Linked DNA regions of Gossypium hirsutum: all the other regions are linked to region 2. Evidence: chromatin contacts called from public Hi-C data. All regions are on one chromosome and are shown on one strand. The core of a region is the stretch at or near the end of the contact, and the rest is flanking DNA. Distances in the headings are between cores, read along the strand shown.

Region 1 (2,757 bases), core at 137-2,636, 380 kb after region 2:
CTCTACCAAAATTAAAACAGCAGATTTGAACTCTGTGTATAGTAAAATAGAAAACATTTTGTTTAAATTGTCAAATAAAAATACAACAATGAGACACTTAAAATTGCCTTTCAAACTCATTATTCCTCTCCAGCTGGGTTCTCATACCCACTTAATTATTGATTCATCCATGTCTTTCACAAAAATAGTTTTTATACAAAATTTAAACCTTTAGAAGGGTATTGCCCACTTCATATCTTTATGTAATAATTAAAAATATATGCTTGGATTTTTTATTTTTTATTTAGTTTAATAACGATCAATTTTCCTGTTTAATAGTTTTTTCAATTTTAGATGATAAGTTTAATTATGGTGGCCTTGGACTTATTGTTATTATTTCTACCAAACCTTTCTTCAAAATTGGCATGAAATCCCATCGTCAGCTTACGTAGATGAGTAGCCAATGATATTCTTTCTTTTATTATTACTGTATGTAAACTCTGGGACCAGGATGAGTCTGAAAATTACGGACTTTTCCTTATTTACTTGTTTACTTGTATCAGTGGTGCTTCATTGCTTTGCTTTGGTTTTTCATCGGTTATCTAAATTTGGGAGTTAAAATTTTCCTTCTTTTTTCATATTAATTTTATCCAGTATTGATTAGCTATACAAACTTGCACGTTATAGCCAAGTACTTTCATCAAATATTATGCTTAAAATGGCATGGCCTGCTTTTGGTGTCCCACCCTTTTAATATTTTTCTATTTTAACTTTAAAAAGCTAAAAATTAACAATATTAAATGTTTTGTTAAAATATATAAAAACTTGATATATTTATTTTCTATTTATCCTAACCAATATGTAATTTTTTTAGAAAAATATTAATTTAAATAGATGATATTAATATTTATTGAGGAGTTGAAAATGTATGTACCAACGGCTCTCTTTTGGATCGAGATGTACGTACTTTTTCATGTTAAAAAAGAACGAAAAAGTATTAGGTTAAAAAAAACTCATGACTTTGAGGTTTTACGGATTTTTCGATGTTCTCTATGTCTCTAGTTTTTATTTCAAAGTGTTGGATCTTGGAGCACGTTTCTATGAGATTCCAAGTTGGTAGTCGAAACCCAAGTTGTAGGGCAACGAGGAGAGCAGTTTGAGTTTGTGGAAGGAGATGAAGGCGGCCATTGACATTGACAAAGCCAAGGAGAAGCATTGATGTCTCTTTCAAGCTCCGTACTCTCTCCTTATCTATTATTTAAATCACTTATTATTGAGGCACTCTTTCTTTGCTGTTAAAAAAGATTCCCCATCTAACTTACTACTCTCACGGACCACTTCCAAGCTTCTTCCAATATATGCTTTTTTATATTTTCATTAATCAACTTTCTTCTTTTTCTATATAGCTGCTTTTATACTCATTATTTCTCAGTTTCTTCTCAAATGGGTCACTTCATTAACCTTTTAGTTTTCCTGTCATTTTCTCTAAGCTTCTGTTTGTTTCCTGGCACAGTATCAGCTCAACTAAGACAAAATTTCTATGCTAATTCTTGCTCAAATGTAGAAGCGATTGTTAGAGGTGAAGTGGCCAAGAAATTCAGCCAAACTTTCGTCACAGTTCCTGCCACTCTCCGTCTCTTCTTCCATGATTGCTTTGTCCAGGTTTTTTTCCAACACTTTTTTTTTTCTGAAGATTACCCTTTTCTCCATTTCGCTTAAAATGTATCAACCTTATCGCAAGTGCATTTATTGTTTCTAACAGGGATGTGATGCTTCGGTTATGATTGCATCTACCGGTAGCAACAAAGCTGAAAAAGATCACCCTGATAACCTGTCGTTAGCCGGAGATGGATTTGACACCGTCATCAAAGCTAAAGCAGCGGTTGATGCGGTTCCAAGTTGCAGAAATAAGGTGTCTTGTGCTGATATCTTGGCTTTGGCTACCCGTGATGTTATTGCTATGGTATGGTTCGTTCCTATTTCTTTGATATTACCACAATGATTGTTTGACATTGTTGCAGATATGTTAGTGAATGTGATCTGATTATAATTACAGTCTGGTGGACCTTCTTATGCTGTTGAATTGGGGAGATTGGATGGGTTAAGCTCTACAGCTGCTAGTGTCAATGGAAAGCTTCCTCACCCAACTTTCAACTTGAATCAGCTTAATTCGCTTTTTGCAGCAAATGGACTCAGCCAAACTGACATGATTGCTCTATCAGGTCTTATTATTACCACAACCTCAATGTCTGCATTTCCAGCATAAGCTTCCCATGTTAAAGGCTCTCATTGGTTTTATGTTTTTGCAGCGGCACACACTCTTGGATTCTCACATTGCGACAAGTTTTCCAACAGAATATACAATTTTAGCCGTCAAAATGCAGTGGACCCAACGCTCAACAAGGACTATGCTACTCAACTTCAACAAATGTGCCCCAGGAATGTGGACCCAAGTATAGCCATCAACATGGACCCAAACACACCCAGGACATTTGACAATGTCTACTTCCAGAACTTGCAGAAAGGGCAGGGCCTTTTCACCTCCGACCAGGTTTTATTCACGGACACAAGGTCTAGACCTACTGTAGACGCCTGGGCCTCCAACTCACAGGCTTTTAACCAAGCCTTTATTACTGCTATGAGTAAGCTGGGTCGGGTAGGTGTCAAGACTGGGAGGAACGGCAACATTCGTAGAAACTGTGCTGCCTTTAACTGAGAAAAAAAGTTGGGTTCTTGAAGCTGAATTTTTGTTATACAAAGACGTGTGTTATTTAGTTT
Region 2 (2,700 bases), core at 128-2,627:
TTTGCGTATAGATAAATAAAGCTTCTTGGGAGAGACCATGGAGGGCGTGGGCGTTAATGATAGAAGTGTAGAAAAAGATGTTGGGGTTGAGAGTTCGATTGAAGAGAGCGAGTGAATAGTCGAGACGGCCTCGAGAAGAGTAAGAGCGTTGAAGCTTGAAATTTAGGATGGGGTGTTGATGAAGGCCGTGGCGGAGAAGAGCTGCGTGGATTTGGAGCAAGTGATGGATGGAGCTGGATTTATCTAAAAGAAGAGCTAGCTTGTCTGGTGATGGTGGAAAGTTGGTGACGGCGGCGAATGAGAGAGTGCTACGGTTTATGGAGGGTGTTGGCAGTGGAGGAGAAGTGAAAAGCAGGGCTGAGGACATGCTTGAATGAAGCAAAGTCTCAACAATTCAGGCACTCACAAGCTTTTGATAAGCATTTTGATTTACAGAGTATACTCATAGATCTGCTTGCTTTGTACTTTTACCTTATCCAACATAGATTTCAAACAAACTTGAGTCGAGTGGAACAGAAGTACCTAACAAGTTCAGATTATGCTTGCATCTAATTTTATATTTTTGCTTGAAATTTTAATCTTACGATTTCAAATTATCGAATACATAACATTTGATTATTTGAAGACTGAACGGATAACAAGCAAAAAATACTTATTTGGGTACAACTCAGACTCTAGATCTTTGAGTCCCCATATTTGAGTCCATTAGAGACTACATTACCAATATCACATAAGGCGGCCCAAAGAAGAAGACCACAAAGTTAAGAAGGCCCACGCTGGAATGTTGGAGAGAAATCCCCTATTTCAATGCTCGTGCACCCTAAGCTTCCAACACGAAATTGACACCTACCACCTATTAAGCTCTTAATAAGAGCGTAACGTTTGAATCTCTAGTTGTCTCCAATCATCTTATAAATGGCAACCCCCTTCACCATTTATAACCATCTCATAAGTCCCCAAATCACATGGTTTATCTCTTTTCTCTCTTCAATATGTTTGACTTGAGCATCAGGGTGTGGAATGAAAGTTTTACAATTCCCTTCTTGCAAGTTCAAGAAAGCAATCCGGAGAGTTGGTAAGCCCTTATAATTGCTAGCAAATTATGGGAAAAGCCTTCAATTGCACCAATATCTCACAGGGAGCATTAGCCATGAGTCCTTCGCATCGTAGAAGGAGTCTCAGATGTCTACAAGCTATTCGGAATTTCAAGGATTGTTGGAAGAATCCGGTTTAAAAAACAATTTATATTTATAGTGAAAGTTTAAAATTTTTTAAAACCGACTTAATTTGTGATATTTATAGTAATAAACTTTTATCAATAAGTACTCATGTTTTGTGCGAGTTGAATTCAAGTCGATCCTGATTTTCAACCGAATGACATTCTCTACTATCCTCATACCACGAAATATGTCGAGTGTGGGCTCAAGCAATACCAACCAAACACAGAATACGAAACTTACTTTCAATATGAAAGTAATTCTCTCAATAAAAAACCAATAAATATCGTAATTTCCAAAAATTAAAATTTATTCTAAATAAATAAACTACCACTATTATAACACCTTATACCCGACCCGATCGAAGGATCCGGATACAAAGTATCATATCTACTAACTGGACTAAGACAACAACTAAGCATTTAAAATCATACTTATTTTCAAAAATTGCCAAAAACATTTTTGCCAAAATTTTAAGTAATTGGTCTTTTTTTTAATACTTTTTTATTTTTAAATTTTTTTAATGATTTATTTAATTGAACTAAACAGAACAATTGAACTGGTAGAATCAATGGCCTAGTTAGTTCAACTATTGGTCCAGTTTTAAAAACCTTGGTTAAAATATTTTATATTGATATGCTAATATTTGTAATTGTTGGATAATGAAATTTTAGTTGATAGTTTCTAATTGTACCAAAAATACTTTATATCATAACATAGTTAGCACACACTTTTCAACTTTTTAAGTCCATGTACTATACTTAGAAAATTAGAGATAAAAATTTTACAAAAATAATTTATTGATAAAAATAAAAGGGTCCTGCAACTATTGTTTTATTTGCAGAGGATCAAGAACATTTTACTCAACATGAAATTGATCCTAACAATTTGATGACTATTCTCATTATCCAAATATTGGTCTAATGTCATGTGTTCATTATGCTTTTAAGTGTTTAAATAATTTTTTTTTATAATTTTTAATTTTTCTAATTTTTAATAATTTTATAATTTATTAGATTTTTATTATTTATAAGTTTTTATAAGATTTAAATATTTTAAATATGCTTTATTAATTTTTTTTATAATTTATTAGAATTTTATAAATTTTATAATTTTTTGAGTAAACTATCAAAATAGTCACTTTTGTTTACCTTAGGTTATATTTTAGTCACTTATGTTTGAAATGTTACGTTTTAGTCACTTATGTTATCGCGTTGTAACATTTTAGTCACTGAGCCGTTAATTGTCGTTAACGATGTAACGATAAGCTGACGTGACACGTTAAATCATCATTTCAAACAAAAATTTTAGGTTAATTTACGCAATCGGTCCCCGTATTTTTTTGTTTTGAGCAATTTAATTTTTTTCTTTTATTTTTTAACTTTCTTTTTTTCCTTTATTTTCCATTCCCTTCTGCTTCTCCATCTGTTTTCCTCCTTTTTCCATTTCTTTTAACGTAGTTTTTCTATGTTTTCCATTTGTT
Region 3 (2,700 bases), core at 114-2,613, 340 kb before region 2:
GAGCTTTAAGAGGGAGATGTGATAACGGAGGTGGTAGATGGAATACCGTTTATTACCTTTTCGAATCGTGTTCATAAGTTTATTGAGCGGAATATGTCGAAAACACTGATTGTCAAACTTTTGGGCAGTAGAATCAGGGATTTAAATAGCAGTTCGTTATTAAAATAGCGGTCGTTATATAGCGGTAGCGGCACCGTCTGAAACCGTTATTGTCGAAACTGCTATTATATTTTACAATAAGTTGTTTTAAAATTCACGACCGCGATATTCGCAATGACCACAATAGCATCCGTTATGTCCGCAAGTGCGATAAACGCAATGCGACCGAAAACGCAACTGCGACCGCAATTGAAATCCGTACGTAGAATAGGTTTTCATGCTTTGCTTAATAAGATTAATACAATGTGGAAGCCTTTGAATCCTGTTCAGCTAATGGACTTGGAGAAAGATTTCTACCTTGTTCGTTTTAACAATGAGAAAGACTATAATAGTGCTGGTAGGACGTCCGTGGGTAGTTTATGGAACAGTGCACCCTTGGTCACTGGATTTTTCTACCGCCAATACTGGAATTGATGTATTGGATAAGACTACCAGGTTTACCAGAAGGCTATTACTCCGAATTTTTTGCTTCGTGCCATCAGGCAAGCTATTGGCCCGGTTATGAAACTAGACACTCACATAGACTTTGCCAGGAGGGGCAAGTTTGCGCACTTAGCTGTTTGTGTTGATCTTAAGAAACCGTTGGTACCCAAAGTAAAGATCAATGGCCGGACATAGCGTGTTGAATATGAATCATTGTTGAACGTTTGTTTTAACTGTGGTCTCTATGGTCATAGTGTTGAAGGATGTGAGAGAATGAAATCTTCATCATCTGATATTGGTAATGGTAGTGCTTCCGTGGTTGATGAAAAATAAGAGCTAGAAAAAAAGAGTTGAAGAAGAGAGCTTTGGTTCATGGATGTTGGTCAAACGTCGGCAAAGAGGGAAAGGTCGGAGCAGCGGGGAAACAAGGAACGTAATTCAGGGAATGATTCCAGAACAATCATGATTTGCTGTAGTGGAAGAGAATCTGGTTAATGATGATGGCGCATTTAATGGCTTTGACAAACCGACAGAACAAATAAATATAAATGAAAATGAGTGTGATGTAAGGGTGTCATCCATCAAAGGATCTGCTGGCCCAAGAAGAAATAAGTCGAATGCTAAAGGTAAAGGATTTTTGTTAGGGAATGGGTCCAAAGTGGGCTTTTAAATTTTGAGGCTTATCAATAAGAATATTGGGTCTTCAACTGGAATGGGTCAGAGGCCCACGAATGTTAATTTTGGCCTGAACACCAGCAAGGCTGCTGGGGGTGAGCAAATCATGGGTTTCCAACCAATTACTTTAACAGCCAAGTTAGATAAAACCAAGCATCAGGCATTCCGAGCAAGTAAACAGTGAGAAAGAGAACAGGGGGTTGCTCAAGTATAAAATGGGTATGGAGTTGGGCAAGGAGAATGGGGTTTTTCGTTTTAGGGTAGCTTCCAGTGGCATTCTTCAAGGGCCGCGAAATCAGTTATTGGTCTAAGGGATTGCCCAACATCATAAATCGCCAGATGATTCTTTGAATAAATCGATAGTTGCTACGGTGGATTTAGTGGCAGCTATGGAGGGTATAATCTCTGGGTTGGAGCAGGGACATGCAATCACAGAGACAATAGTTGACAATCCGAAAGATGATGAGTAGATGGGTACTACGGTTCCTACTAACGCCAAGGATATTTGTTAAAACGCAATCTGTTGTTGGGTTTTTTTTTTCGCTCTGCTTTATATGGACACAAATATTATTTTTTGGAATTGTCAAGGTACAAGACATCCGCGTTTTCATAAGTTTGTTTCTGAGTATCGGAAAGAGTTTTAGCCAGAGATCATTTGTCTTTTTGAAACTCGGACAAGTGGTACGCGAGATGACAGAATTATTTCTAAATTTGGAATGGCTCAATCTTGTAGGATTAAAGCTAATGGTTTTGCCGGTGGAATATGGATTCTGTGGAATGAGACAGGTTTAGTTGATATTTTGGCTATTCATCCTCAAATGGTCCACATGAAAGTTTGCAGCGAGATTAACTCTTCTAGTTTTCTATGCACAGTGGTTTATGCTAGCCCGTAACAAAAGAAGAGGAAGGATCTCTGGTATAACTTGGATGTTATGGAAAATTCGATTTCAAAATCGTGGCTAATTGTTGGTGATTTTAACTCGGTGTTAGATGGTTCGGAGAGGGTAGGAGGTGTTGTTCAGGCACGACTTGGTTGTAAGTGGTTTCAGTCTTTCCTGTTTGACAATAAGATTTGGGATTTCGGTTATAATAGTCCTCAATTCACATTGAGTAGAGGGAACCTGTCTCGGAGAGTTGATCGGGCCATTTGTAATTCAGAGTGGGACTTCTTTGCGCCAAACTGTATGGTCCGTAATCTTTATCGGCTGAAATCCAACCATTGTCCAATTTTGGTCTCTCTAAGCCTGATTGTTCAAAGGGATTGTCGCTCGTTTCAGTGTCTAACTAGTTGGATGCTACATGCCGAGTTTAAAGACCTTGTAAGGAAAACTTGGAGAAATGATATAGGGATTGAAAGGAATTTAGAATGTTTTCAAAATGTGGTGCAAGATTGGAATAAACGATTTTACAAAAACATCTTTGTGCGTAAAAGGAAACTTCTAA

Evidence for each region. A called contact is a pair of places that touch in the nucleus more often than the background predicts.
Region 1: a contact with region 2 is called in a Hi-C map of leaf, with 4 times the contacts expected there. The contact joins the promoter of LOC107945362 here to the promoter of LOC107945350 in region 2. A contact is called at or near these places in 6 of 34 Hi-C or Micro-C datasets (callus and leaf).
Region 3: a contact with region 2 is called in a Hi-C map of leaf, with 2.3 times the contacts expected there. The contact joins the enhancer-like site here to the promoter of LOC107945350 in region 2. A contact is called at or near these places in 5 of 34 Hi-C or Micro-C datasets (callus, hypocotyl and leaf).

Annotation. Positions count from the first base shown.
Region 1 is chrD12:29,479,340-29,482,096 of Gossypium_hirsutum_v2.1, reverse strand. LOC107945362 (peroxidase 51-like) reads left to right here and starts at 1,386. Exons shown (of 4, transcript NM_001398465.1): 1 at 1,386-1,641; 2 at 1,742-1,942; 3 at 2,036-2,201; 4 at 2,289-2,757. The coding sequence starts at 1,423. The coding sequence ends at 2,695.
Region 2 is chrD12:29,856,108-29,858,807 of Gossypium_hirsutum_v2.1, reverse strand. LOC107945350 (pentatricopeptide repeat-containing protein ELI1, chloroplastic) reads right to left here and starts at 1,377. Exons shown (of 1, transcript XM_016879312.2): 1 at 1-1,377. The coding sequence starts at 367.
Region 3 is chrD12:30,193,049-30,195,748 of Gossypium_hirsutum_v2.1, reverse strand. No RefSeq gene overlaps it. Among protein-coding and RNA genes, the nearest start is that of LOC121224094, 51 kb to the left of the region's middle. Within about 2 kb of position 1,363, at least 7 of the 9 cell types and tissues checked have an H3K27ac peak or open chromatin away from gene starts, as enhancers often do. A contact at or near this core is called in leaf, where this site is marked.